Regions from separate parts of the Mus musculus genome. Here regions 1, 2 and 4 are each linked to region 3. Evidence: chromatin contacts called from public HiChIP or PLAC-seq data. All regions are on one chromosome and are shown on one strand. Each heading gives the region's core, a stretch centred on a gene start, on an enhancer-like site or on the middle of the called end of the contact. The rest is flanking DNA. Distances are from core to core; before and after follow the strand shown. Region 1 holds the start of Sfn (stratifin). Region 2 holds the start of Dhdds (dehydrodolichyl diphosphate synthase). Region 3 has its middle 25 kb from the start of Gm12974. Region 4 holds the start of Pigv (phosphatidylinositol glycan anchor biosynthesis, class V).

Region 1 (2,700 bases), core at 168-2,667, 240 kb after region 3:
TGTGGCAAAGCCAGTCACCAACTGGCATGTCCCCTGTGTGAGTTTAAATGCTCAGACTCTAGCCGTACACTACCGTGGTCTTCCCTAACTTGATGTTTTACTGTAGTTCTGTGCCTGTGCCATGAGTTAGGCAAAGCACGCAAGATCTCAGGACAGAAATCCCATCTGCTTCCTGGGAGAACCTGTAAAATTAGCCAGGACCCTGAAGTCTCTCAAGAGCCCCTACTCCGTGGCCCAAGCACATTCCAGCCTGTTCAGGGTTCTGGCCTACAACACCTCTCCCGGAGGCAAGGCGAGTGCTCAGACACTGTGAGGAGACAGGCAAGGTTGTGCAATAGTCCTGCTTCAAGGGTTAGACTGGCTGGGTCCTAGGAAGAAACTTCTTTAGAAGGAACCACGGAGTCCCATCTAAACTTGAAGAATGTGGTGGGGCACATAAGCAGGAACACACCCTCAGTGCCCATTCTTATCATGGGCCTTGAAAATAGGGCCCAACCAATCAGGGATGGAAGATTGGGAACAAAGTGATCTCCATCTCCAAGGAGACTTCTCTCAGGGGTCAGAGGCAGAGTCTTGAAGGGACTTGAGAACCTCTGGGAGCCAAGTGAGGGATCATACTGGGCTGGAATCACACACTGCGCCATAAAACAAAATGGAATGTGCCATTCCCAGCTCCTTTCCCTCAGCCCTGTCTTCCTCCCCAGGTTGATAGCGTCCCCCCTGGGGGACCAAACTGGACTGAGCACCCAGGTGGCCTGCTTCCCAGCCTCTGACAGAGGTAATCTGAGTCAGGCAGGGGAGTGGGACAGTCAAAGAGTTAGGCCCCCACCCTCTGGGAACCCTGCCGATACATGACGACAGGCAGCTTGGAAGGGACGGGTGACCCGATGTGGAGAACCAGAGAGTAAAGTCTCAGACAAGTGTCAACAGGCCACCAACTTGAAAGGGAAAATTGTGCTGTAAGGGGGAAGGTGTCCAACAAACATATTGGGTGACTAATTACAAAGGCTGGGCTGGAGCGTCAGAGGCCGCTCGTTAAACACTTCATTAAGTGGCACCCTGAGATGCCACCTGCGCATCTGGGGTGTTCATAGGGCATCTTGAGGGAGAACAAGGACCAAGGGATGGAGCTATCTTCAGGCCGGCTCAGCTAATGGCCCCCAAAGAGAGCCAAGAGGAAGAGGGGACACGGAGGGGGAGGGGTTTAAGGGAGCTGGCAGCTTGTGACCTCAAACTGGTTTGGTTCACCCCTGAGACTTGATAGTTCTACCTCTACAGTCCTACAGAGCCAATTCGGGGGTTGGGGGTAGTTGCATCAGATCATGGATGCGCAAGTTTGGGGGAAACTGTACAGCCCTACCTATACATGAGTTCTCACCTGAACTGTCCCAGCTCCCTGGGCTCTGCCTGGGCTAAAGCAGCTCGGTGGCTGAAGCCTGGAAGATCACCCTGAAAGACAATCTGATTTGGTAATCCAAGACGCTCCTGCAATGCAGCCAGCCCTGAACTGCAGGGGGCAGTCTGGAGCCGAAAGGTGCCTTTGCAGGTGGGACCTGCGGCCAGGTTTCTCCTGCTGACTGTCCTGGTGACTCACAGCCCCCTCCCGTCCCAGCCCTTTTACCTTAAAGGTAGAGCCGGAAAGGGTGTGGCGAAGACTAGGAGGAGGCAGGGCCCAGGCCCGCTCAGACCACGCCCAACTCTTCTCAGGGCCATGCCACCCCAGCCAAAAGGCAGAGCCAGAGCAAGGGAGCCGCAGAACCCAGCGTTACTCTCGAGACAGCCAGTTCGCCCGTCTGTCTGTCCATCCTCGCAGTCATGGAGAGAGCCAGTCTGATCCAGAAGGCCAAGTTGGCTGAACAGGCCGAACGGTATGAAGACATGGCAGCTTTCATGAAGAGCGCCGTGGAAAAGGGCGAGGAGCTCTCCTGCGAGGAGCGAAACCTGCTTTCCGTAGCTTACAAGAACGTGGTGGGCGGCCAGAGAGCGGCCTGGAGGGTCCTGTCCAGCATCGAGCAGAAGAGCAACGAGGAGGGGTCAGAAGAGAAGGGCCCCGAGGTGAAAGAGTACCGGGAGAAGGTAGAGACCGAGCTCAGAGGTGTGTGCGACACCGTACTCGGCCTGCTGGACTCGCACCTCATCAAAGGGGCTGGAGATGCAGAGAGCCGCGTCTTCTACCTGAAGATGAAGGGTGACTACTACCGCTACCTAGCCGAGGTGGCCACTGGCGATGACAAGAAGCGCATCATCGATTCTGCCCGGTCAGCCTACCAGGAGGCCATGGACATCAGCAAGAAGGAGATGCCGCCTACCAACCCCATCCGCCTGGGCCTGGCCCTGAACTTTTCAGTCTTCCACTACGAGATAGCCAACAGCCCCGAGGAGGCCATCTCGCTGGCCAAGACCACCTTCGACGAGGCCATGGCCGACCTGCACACCCTCAGTGAGGACTCCTACAAGGACAGCACCCTCATCATGCAGCTCCTGAGAGACAACCTGACGCTGTGGACAGCCGACAGTGCTGGGGAAGAGGGTGGTGAGGCTCCGGAGGAGCCCCAGAGCTGAAGCAGCCGACAACCACCCCGGCTCGCCTTGCCCTCCAGTCCCCAGCCTGCAGAGAGGACTAAAACGGAGTGGGACTCTGCCCTTCCCAAACCCTGAATGTTCAGCCACACCTTGGAAGGCTCCTTTGAAGGGGGCGCA
Region 2 (2,700 bases), core at 156-2,655, 160 kb before region 3:
AATACATCAAGAGGCAAGACAATGGATGATGATGATAATACTTTTGAGGAGGCAAGTTTCCCGAAGCCCAGTCCAGGCCCAAGTTTGTTCTGTTAGGTATCTAAAAGTCCTTCAGACTAGCTATACAGCTAATGCTTTTGAGTTCTTGCTTGACCCCCAAAGCTCTCCACAAGTGGCTTATGGTGTTTTGTTGTATGTTTAAGATTGTTTCTATTTTTGTTTAGTTTTGAGGTTGAGTTTTCCTGTGTAGGCCACGCTAGCCTCAAACGCCCTAGGTGACCTAAACTGCTGATTGCCCTGCATTCGCTGCCACCATGCTTTTTTATACTGGGCTGGAAACTGAACCCAGGGCTTCTAGCCTGCTAGGCAAGAACTCTACCACTAGGGCTCTATTCCCAAATGCTACGGATTGTGGTTTTGGAAGTCCTAAGAGTAAAGCTCTTTCTGACTTGTCCTCCTAAGTTCATTAACGTGGGTCTTCGGAATCTGCAAATTATAAAGTTGCTTTGCATCGCTCCCCAAAAGTGACCAGCGCAAGAAACCCTTCTGATGCGTTAGCAGCATTAAAAGGCGACAAGTAAAAAAACACGTCAGAATTTTTTGAGGAGACAGTATCCCCTAGATCAGGGTGACTAAATTTACTACGTAGCAGAAAAGACATTAACTAATTCAAATGGCCTCAGCCTTGAGTGCTGAGTTCAGTGACGACGTGCCATCAGTTTCGGCTAAAAGAACACTTTTAAGACAATTTTGTTTTTTTAAAGATTAATTTTATGTATGTGAGTACACTGTCGCTGTCTTAAGACACATCGGAAGAGGGCATCAGATCCCATTACAGATGGTTGTGAGCCACCATGTAGTTGCTGGGAATTGAACTCAGGACCTCTGGAAGAGCAGTCGGTACTCTTAAACTCTGAGCCACCTCTCCAGCCCAAGACAAATTTTTAAATAAACGCAGTTCACTTCCATGGTTTACGTCCATATCCCCAGCAGTTGGGGAGACTGAGGTAGGAGGACTGTCAAAATACGACATTACCGTGTCTCCCATAATATAAGCACTGCGATCATCCATAGAGAAACTCAATTTTGAGGTGGAGCAACCGCATCCTCTCTCCCTAACAAACTGCCACAACACCTGAGACCACGCAAATGCGTGGGCCGAACACATCTCGATCCCTCAGGCTCAACTCGCCTAACGTGCAGGGCTTGCAATAGGAGACCCAAGAGGTAGGAGTATCGGCTCACGTGACCTCGGCCTCCCAGGCGCTGTTTCCACGCCCCGCGAGAGCGGCCACCAATAGCCAACTCGCAAGAACTCGCACCGCTCCGCCCCCGAGTACGCAGGGGCGGCCCCGCCCACCACGGACGGAGGAGGCGGAGCCAATCACGTAGAGGTGACGTGTTCTTTCAGCGCCAAGTCGTAAGTCGCCCGGGAGTGGTGGAAAAGCGCCTTCTCCTGCGTCCTAGGTGGGGAGTAAACACAGAGACCCAGAGGAGGGGAAGCTGGATGTGGAGTTAGCTGCGGGAAACACTAAAGTCCAGCCGGGAGAGTGACCATTGAGGTAACAGATGCGGCATCCAAGGAGGGTAGTGATTGGTTAGCTTAGAGTGAGCAATGGTTTGCGGGGCAATAGAGAAGGAAGTTGTGGGGATTGACCAAGCAAGATGTAGGTACCATGATGTGGCAGGATATTTGGAAGAAATCAGTGCACGTAAGGATAAGAAAGTGGGAACTACCTTGCTCCAAAGGTCTCCCGTTGGCTTGTAGAGGCCTGAGCGGATTAGAACAGTCTCTGGATTCAGACGCGTGTTGCCTGCCACAGTCCAGCAGAGTCTCTTTAGTCAGTTTTATTGCAAGCAAGGATGACTTCTCTCTCTTTTCATTTATTCAAGGTTATCTGGCTGTTTTTTGTTGTTGTTGTTGTTCTTGTGTGATTTCTGACATAGCAAGAACTATGTCATGGATCAAAGAAGGAGAGCTGTCACTGTGGGAACGGTTCTGTGCTAACATCATAAAGGTGAGCAGTACCCCGGGGGAAAAGTTGACCTTTTGGATAGTTGAGTAGTTCATTATTAAATTGTAGCAATCCCAATGAAGTAGAATTTAGTAAAGAGAGAATCTTGAAATTATAATGTAGTTTGAAGGGCTGCATTTCTAGTATTTATTGTACTGTGTGACTTTTTTTTTTTTTTAAGGCCAATCAGGGTCTCTTAATATCATTAGATCACATAGACTGTTAGATTTTCCTTCTGGAAAACTGAATTGTGCCGTTGAGAGTGTCAAAAGAGCTCACTGGTCAGGTGCTTTCTTGGTATTCACAAGACTCTGAGTTTGAAAAAGGAAGAGAGACTGTGACTCTGAATGGGAGGGAACAGAAATTTGTCTCACTAGAGTTGTAGTTCTCAACCTGTGGGTCCCAACCCCTTCAGAGGTTGAACAACCCTTTCACAGGGTCGGATATCAGGTATCTGACATTACGATTTCCGATAGTACCAGAATGGCAGTTATAAAGTAGCAGTGCAAATACTCTCATGGTTGAAGTCAGCACCTGAGGCGCTATATCCCAGGCTCACAGCATAAGGACAGCTGAGAACCACTGCCCCAGCGTTTCCATCGGTTTCTCCTTGCAGTGTCTTCTGAGTTAATGGTTCTTTGATGGTTAAAACTTTAACCATCTGCTCTAGAGACAGACATCCGTG
Region 3 (2,700 bases), core at 194-2,693:
AGCCGGGCAGTGGTGGCGTATGCCTTTAATCCCAGCACTCGGGAGGCAGACACAGACGGATTTCTGAGTTTGAGGCCAGCCTGGTCTACAGAGTGAGTTCCAGGACAGCCAGGGCTACACAGAGAAACCCTGTCTCGAAAAACAAACAAGCAAACAAAGAAAGAAAAAAAAAAAAACCCAAAAGAGGCAGGGCGTGGTGGCGCACACCTTTAATCCCAGCACTCGGGAGGCAGAGGCAGGCAGATTTCTGAGTTCCAGGACAGCCTGGTCTACAAAGTGAGTTCCAGGACAGCCAGAGCTATACAGAGAAACCCTGTCTCAAAAAAAAAAAAAAAAAAAAAAAAAAAAGTGGGGCTGGTGAGATGGCTCAGCGGTTAAGAGCACACACACACACACACACACACACACACACACACAAAAAAAGAAAAACAAAAGAAAGAAAGAAATATGGGCAGGGGATGGTGAAATGGCTCAGCAGATAAGAGCACTGACTGCTCCTGAGTTCAAATCCCAGCAACCAAATGGTGGCTCACAACCACCTGTAATGAGATCTGATGCCCTCTTCTGGTGTGTCTGAAGACAGCTACAGTGTACTTATGTATAATAATAAATAAATCTAAAAAAAAAAAAAAAAGAAGAAGAAAGAAAGAAAGATGGGCAGTCGTGGTTTAATGTTCAGCTCCGGGTACCGGTCAGCAGACCTTGGTAAATACTCAACCTCTTTGCCTTGCCGTCTACCGACACTTTTCTTGTTTGTTTTGTTTTGTTTTTCCAGACAGGGTTTCACTATATAGTTCTGAGTTCTGACTATCCTGGAACTCTCTCTGGCCTTGAACTCTGAGATCCATCTGCCTGTAACTTCCAAGTACTGAGATTAAGGGTGTATGCCACTGCCGGGGGTGGGCAATGGTGGGGTGGGGGTGGGGTGGGGTGAAAGGAGTAGGAAATGTGGGGGTGGGAGGGTGTGGGGTGGGAGGAGCAGGCGTGCTGGGGAGGCAGAGGCAAGCAGATCTCTGTGAGTTCCAGGCCACAGGGTCTAAAAAGCTAATCCAGGACAGCCAGTGTTGTGTTACACAAAGAAACCCTGTCTTGAAAAGCCACCAACTCTCTGAGAGTTCGTATCTTTAAACATGAATTCAGAGTGGCCCTTGGTTTGTGGTGCTGTTGTTGTTTTGGGGGTTTGGTTTGAGTTTTATACAGGTGACACAAAGATGGCAGAGAAGTAGCTCAGGCTAACACATAGCCACGGGCCCCTCCCTCCCTCCCAGATCACAGGCTCCAGCCTCCTAGGTCAGGACCTCTCCTCATTCTCTTTTTGGGGAAACAAAACTAAAGCCATTTGTAAAACCTGGAGAGGAGGGGGCCTCGGTAAAGTCTTTCACAAGGCCTTCGCTCCCCCCTTCCTGCCCCCAAACCGCTCTCCGAGCTCTAGCTCCTCTGTGTGACTCAACCTGAGACTGCTTTTTATAAGTCACTTCCTCTGCCGCTTCTCTGCTGTGGCTCCACACCTGCCCCCGAGGCTGTGGGCGGAGTTGAGAAATCAAGAGGCAGATTACACACGGGTCTGACCTGAGCCTGAAACTTGTATCTGGGAAGGGCCTGTGGCCACTCTCCCCTGGCAGGAAACGCTCCCTGGGGCTGGATTTAGCTGGGTCCAGTCACTCTGACTGTTGCTATGGAGCATTAACTACAGGGCCTCTGCAGGGGCTTCTGAGGGAGGGGCATTCAAGTAGAGACTAACTGTAAAACTTGAGTGGGGGTTGTGTTTTGTTTTGTTTTGTTTTGTTTTGTTTTGTTTTTGTTTGTTTTTTTGAGACAGGGTTTCTCTGTATAGCCCTGGCTGCCCTGGAACTCACTTTGTAGACCAGGTTGGCCTCGAAGTCAGAAATCCACCTGCCTCTGCCTCCCGAGTGCTGGGATTAAAGGCATCCGCCACCACGCCCGGAGAGTTGGGGTTCTTACGCAGTCTTCTGGCCTCTAAACCTCAGATCTTACAGGTAGCTGCAGAGCGTCCTCTGTGGGTCAGGACTGGAATTCCAGCTTCCTGGGAGGCTGAGACAGGAGGATCCAAATTCAATGTTATCTAGAGCAATTTACTGTGACTATCTTAAACTAAAAAGCAAAGATAGGCCTGAGGACATAGCTTAGGGGTATGGTACTTGCTTAGCATAGGTAAGGACCTAGGTTCAATCCCCACTGGGGAAATAGTTGAATGAGAGTTGGGTCAAGGCTCTGGTAGTGACCATGAGCAGAAGAAACGGGAACACAGCACAGAGACTTCCTAACCCAGGCTATGGGTTATCATCCTAATTTGGGAGGTAGAGGCAGGAGGGTCAGGAGTTCCAGGCTGTCCTTGGCTAGGTAATTTGAGATCCTGTTTCTAAACAACACAAACAAATTACCAAACAAAGAAGAATGTCTGCCAGGAGCCATGGCATACAACTTGAATCCCAGCACCCAGGAGACAGAGGCAGGGGGATCTCCATGACTTTGAGGCCAGCCAGATTATAATTTCCTTGTAGATCAGGCTTGCCTTGAACTCACAGAGATCCACCTACCTCTGCAAGGTCATCACATCACAGGACATCTATGCCTGATGAGTTTTCTTCCATTTTCAGGTCTGAAATATACTACCATAGCCCATGCTGACCTTGGATCTGTTATGTAGGTCAGCCTGGCCTCGAACTCACAATTCTCTTG
Region 4 (2,700 bases), core at 102-2,601, 170 kb after region 3:
TTTACAAGCAGATTCTGCAGGGATTCTTTATTGGACAGACAGAACCTCGAGCTTGCATGCCATTTTCCCCTGTGAATTCACGAAGCAAGGATGGTTTCTTTAAGGTCAGGGTGCTGCGAAGACTGTAAGAAAGTCAAGTCACAACCTCGGGCCCTAGTCACAAGTGTGCCTAGAGAGGCACTGACATTTCACTCACAGGACTGGCAACAAATGCTTTCGGGGGGCGGGGGGGGGAGGAAAAATGACTTTGGAAACTCCTGTTTTCTCTTTACCAGTCATTAAATTATACATTATCCACCTTACACGCAAACATCCAAGGGGCAGTTGACATCCCAGGGCCTGAGATGATAGACAGACACAGCTTCTGGCCCCCACCGAACTGATGAAGGCTAGTTTTTTTTGTTTTTTTTGTTTTTTTTTTTTGCTTGGAGAGATAGAGACCCATCTCTTTGTTCCCACCCACATTTGTGGCTGTTGCAGAAGATAAACCCCTCCCTCAGCCAGGGCTGTGGCCAGAGGTTAACCTAGACCCAAGCTACGTTTGAGAGGACAGATAACTGAAACCACACAAGGCTTTGGAATCCTGAGAAACGAGAAATCTACCAACGGAGAAGGATTTACTATCTGTTTCCTCTAAGGCGGGTGCAAAGTTGTTCTAACAGTTTCCGTTAGTTACAGGGGTACCAACTGGCCGCTCCTCCCCAACAGGCGGTTTTGTTCAATTAGCTTCCTTTTTTTTTTTTTTTTTTTTTTTCTTTTTCTTTTTTTTGGCGCCAGTTCCTGCGACAGAAACTGCTTGAGGGAGAATCCTCGGGGGTGTTCTCTGAGGTTTCCTTCCTCGTCCCATACAGTCATCTGAGGTGGGACAGAGGACTGTCGCAGGGCAGAGGTCCTTCATTGCCAGGAGGGGAAAGGCAGGGGGAATTCCCCTACTTTCTTCTCATCCAGTTGCAGGGTACCGCTGCTTGCCACAAAAACCCCAAGAAGGCTTTCTTTTGCCTATTCATATTGTCTATCGTGTGCCAGGTCCTGTGCTGAGCTGGGGTGGCGGAACACCGAGAGAACGCGTGGCTCTGGGGCAGCGCCCGGGTCCAGCCTCGGCTCACACCGGGAAGTCAGAGGCTGCTCACGGCAGGGGACTGGGGTGAGAGCCCCGACCCGGGAGCGCAGCGCCCGCGCACAAACTGCTGGCGAGTCAAGAGGCCTACTCCTCAGGTGTCACCACGCCGGGAAGGTGCGACTCACCGCCGCCGCCTCGGCCCCCGCCCTAGCTGGGGTCAACATGGCCGCCGAGGAGGGGGGCGGGGCGCTCCGAGTCCGGGCAGGAGCGGGGCGGGGCCGCCGTCGGCCGAGCCGGCGCGCAGGCGCGGCACGGACGGGACCCGGATGGAGGCGCTGAAGTTGGAGCTCCGCGGGGGTGGTCTGGACGCGCGGGCGCGGAGGATCCGGCGCCAGCTCTGCAACTCTGGAGTCCTCCGGGGAGGGAAGCTGTCAAACGCAGGCCGAGAGAAATTAGGCGGAGGCTGTAGAGAAGCGAGGAGCCCCGCCCCTCCGCCATAGCAGCCTCCGGCGCCGCCTCTTCCTTTGCAGCCTCCGGCCCTCGTCTGCTTCCGGCCCCGTTGCCTGGCCCGGCCCCGCGATTCCCCCGGGACGAAGCCCTGGGCCGTGGCTCCCTTGGGGTGAGGGTCACTGTCCCGTCCTGGGTAGGAACTGTGTCCGAAAAGAGCAGGCTGGAACGGGCTCCCAGTATGGCAGGGCTTAGCAGAAGGAGGCGGCTCGCTCCACGTTGCCTCTGGGTCATAACGCAGCACCCATTTGAGAGTATTAGCCTTCCGCAGAAAATCCAGGACTCCAGTTCAACAGATCTTTCCCAGTTAGGGCCCATCACCATAAGCTTCCAGCAACAACATGTGCTACAGTTGGAGAAAGTTCTGGGCTAAGCCTTGGATGTCCTGGCTGGACAAGGAATGCATACCCTTTGTTTATGGCAAAAAGCTCTCCTGACTGTGGACATAGGTTTTAGAAAGCAGTGCGTGAGGAGCTTTAAGTGGTGGGCGTGTCACTTGGCTCCAGTGAGCCTCAGTTTTCACATCCATAAAATGGCGATGGTAATTACACAGTCTTACTGGTGTCTAATGAGATCTCTGGAGCCTATTTCACGGGTAAATTAAAGAAAAATGAAACTGGTTGGTTCTAAGCATCCGGCCAGTTAAGAGTCTGATTTGGCAAGGGGCTTCTTTCAAAGGGGTGTTGGCAAAATAGCTAGAGAGATAATTGACTGTCTTGATTTTACTTTGTTTAACTTGAGTGTGGGTTGCATCTCCTGTGGCCACTGATGCCAGAGTTTGAAAGAGGGAAGGACTGAGAATCAAGATGCAGAGGTGGATTCAGTACTTTTCCTCTCTCTGCCTCCTTTGTGCGTGCGGATTGGAGGCCAGGGAAAAGAGAGGGAGGGAGGGAGAGATTGATTGAGTTTGAGTTGGGTGTCCATGTTTCTGTCATTTATTTGGGTTTAGTGAATCCAGTGTTGGAGATATCGTGGGTAGTCAGAAAATGCTGTTTCCTGCGGCTTAACTTTAAACTGAATTGTCCTAAATAAACCGACATGGAGTTGGGAGGTGAGGGGGCCTCCTTTTCTCCCGGTCTCCTGGTGATGAAGTAAGCAGCAGGCGCCCCCTCGTGCCGAGGATGGGGTACTAC

Evidence for each region. HiChIP or PLAC-seq counts read pairs in DNA pulled down with a chosen protein or histone mark.
Region 1: a contact with region 3 is called in an H3K27ac HiChIP or PLAC-seq map of embryonic stem cells, with 33 read pairs. The contact joins the promoter of Sfn here to the enhancer-like site in region 3. A contact is called at or near these places in 7 of 39 promoter capture datasets (the 3T3-L1 cell line, the C10 cell line, embryonic stem cells and 3 more), 9 of 15 datasets of contacts at CTCF or cohesin (the NIH/3T3 cell line, embryonic stem cells, large pre-B cells and 3 more), 155 of 484 Hi-C or Micro-C datasets (the 63-12 cell line, the AML12 cell line, B cells and 90 more), 38 of 115 datasets of contacts at active chromatin or transcription factors (the 230-238 cell line, CD8 T cells, the HPC-7 cell line and 24 more) and 5 of 9 other capture datasets (adipose tissue, embryonic stem cells, liver and 2 more).
Region 2: an HNF4G HiChIP or PLAC-seq map of pancreatic cancer cells shows a contact between it and region 3. The contact joins the promoter of Dhdds here to the enhancer-like site in region 3. A contact is called at or near these places in 3 of 115 datasets of contacts at active chromatin or transcription factors (bone marrow-derived macrophages, embryonic stem cells and pancreatic cancer cells) and 3 of 9 other capture datasets (adipose tissue, liver and pancreatic islet).
Region 4: an H3K27ac HiChIP or PLAC-seq map of embryonic stem cells shows a contact between it and region 3, with 18 read pairs. The contact joins the promoter of Pigv here to the enhancer-like site in region 3. A contact is called at or near these places in 22 of 39 promoter capture datasets (the 3T3-L1 cell line, 3T3-L1-derived adipocytes, the C10 cell line and 15 more), 7 of 15 datasets of contacts at CTCF or cohesin (CD8 T cells, the NIH/3T3 cell line, embryonic stem cells and 2 more), 122 of 484 Hi-C or Micro-C datasets (the AML12 cell line, the AtT-20 cell line, B cells and 73 more), 48 of 115 datasets of contacts at active chromatin or transcription factors (the 230-238 cell line, CD8 T cells, the HPC-7 cell line and 30 more) and 3 of 9 other capture datasets (adipose tissue, liver and pancreatic islet).

What each region holds. Positions count from the first base shown.
Region 1 is chr4:133,600,885-133,603,584 of GRCm38.p6, reverse strand. It overlaps Sfn (stratifin), which reads left to right and starts at 1,417. Exons shown (of 1, transcript NM_018754.2): 1 at 1,417-2,700. The coding sequence starts at 1,816. The coding sequence ends at 2,562.
Region 2 is chr4:133,999,587-134,002,286 of GRCm38.p6, reverse strand. Dhdds (dehydrodolichyl diphosphate synthase) reads left to right here and starts at 1,405. Exons shown (of 9, transcript NM_001362959.1): 1 at 1,405-1,562; 2 at 1,894-2,018. The coding sequence starts at 1,956.
Region 3 is chr4:133,840,029-133,842,728 of GRCm38.p6, reverse strand. No RefSeq gene overlaps it. Among named protein-coding and RNA genes, the nearest start is that of Gm12974, 25 kb to the right of the region's middle. Within about 2 kb of position 1,443, at least 180 of the 459 cell types and tissues checked have an H3K27ac peak or open chromatin away from gene starts, as enhancers often do. A contact at or near this core is called in the 230-238 cell line, the 63-12 cell line, the AtT-20 cell line and 47 more, where this site is marked.
Region 4 is chr4:133,671,298-133,673,997 of GRCm38.p6, reverse strand. It overlaps Pigv (phosphatidylinositol glycan anchor biosynthesis, class V), which reads left to right and starts at 1,351. Exons shown (of 4, transcript NM_178698.5): 1 at 1,351-1,679.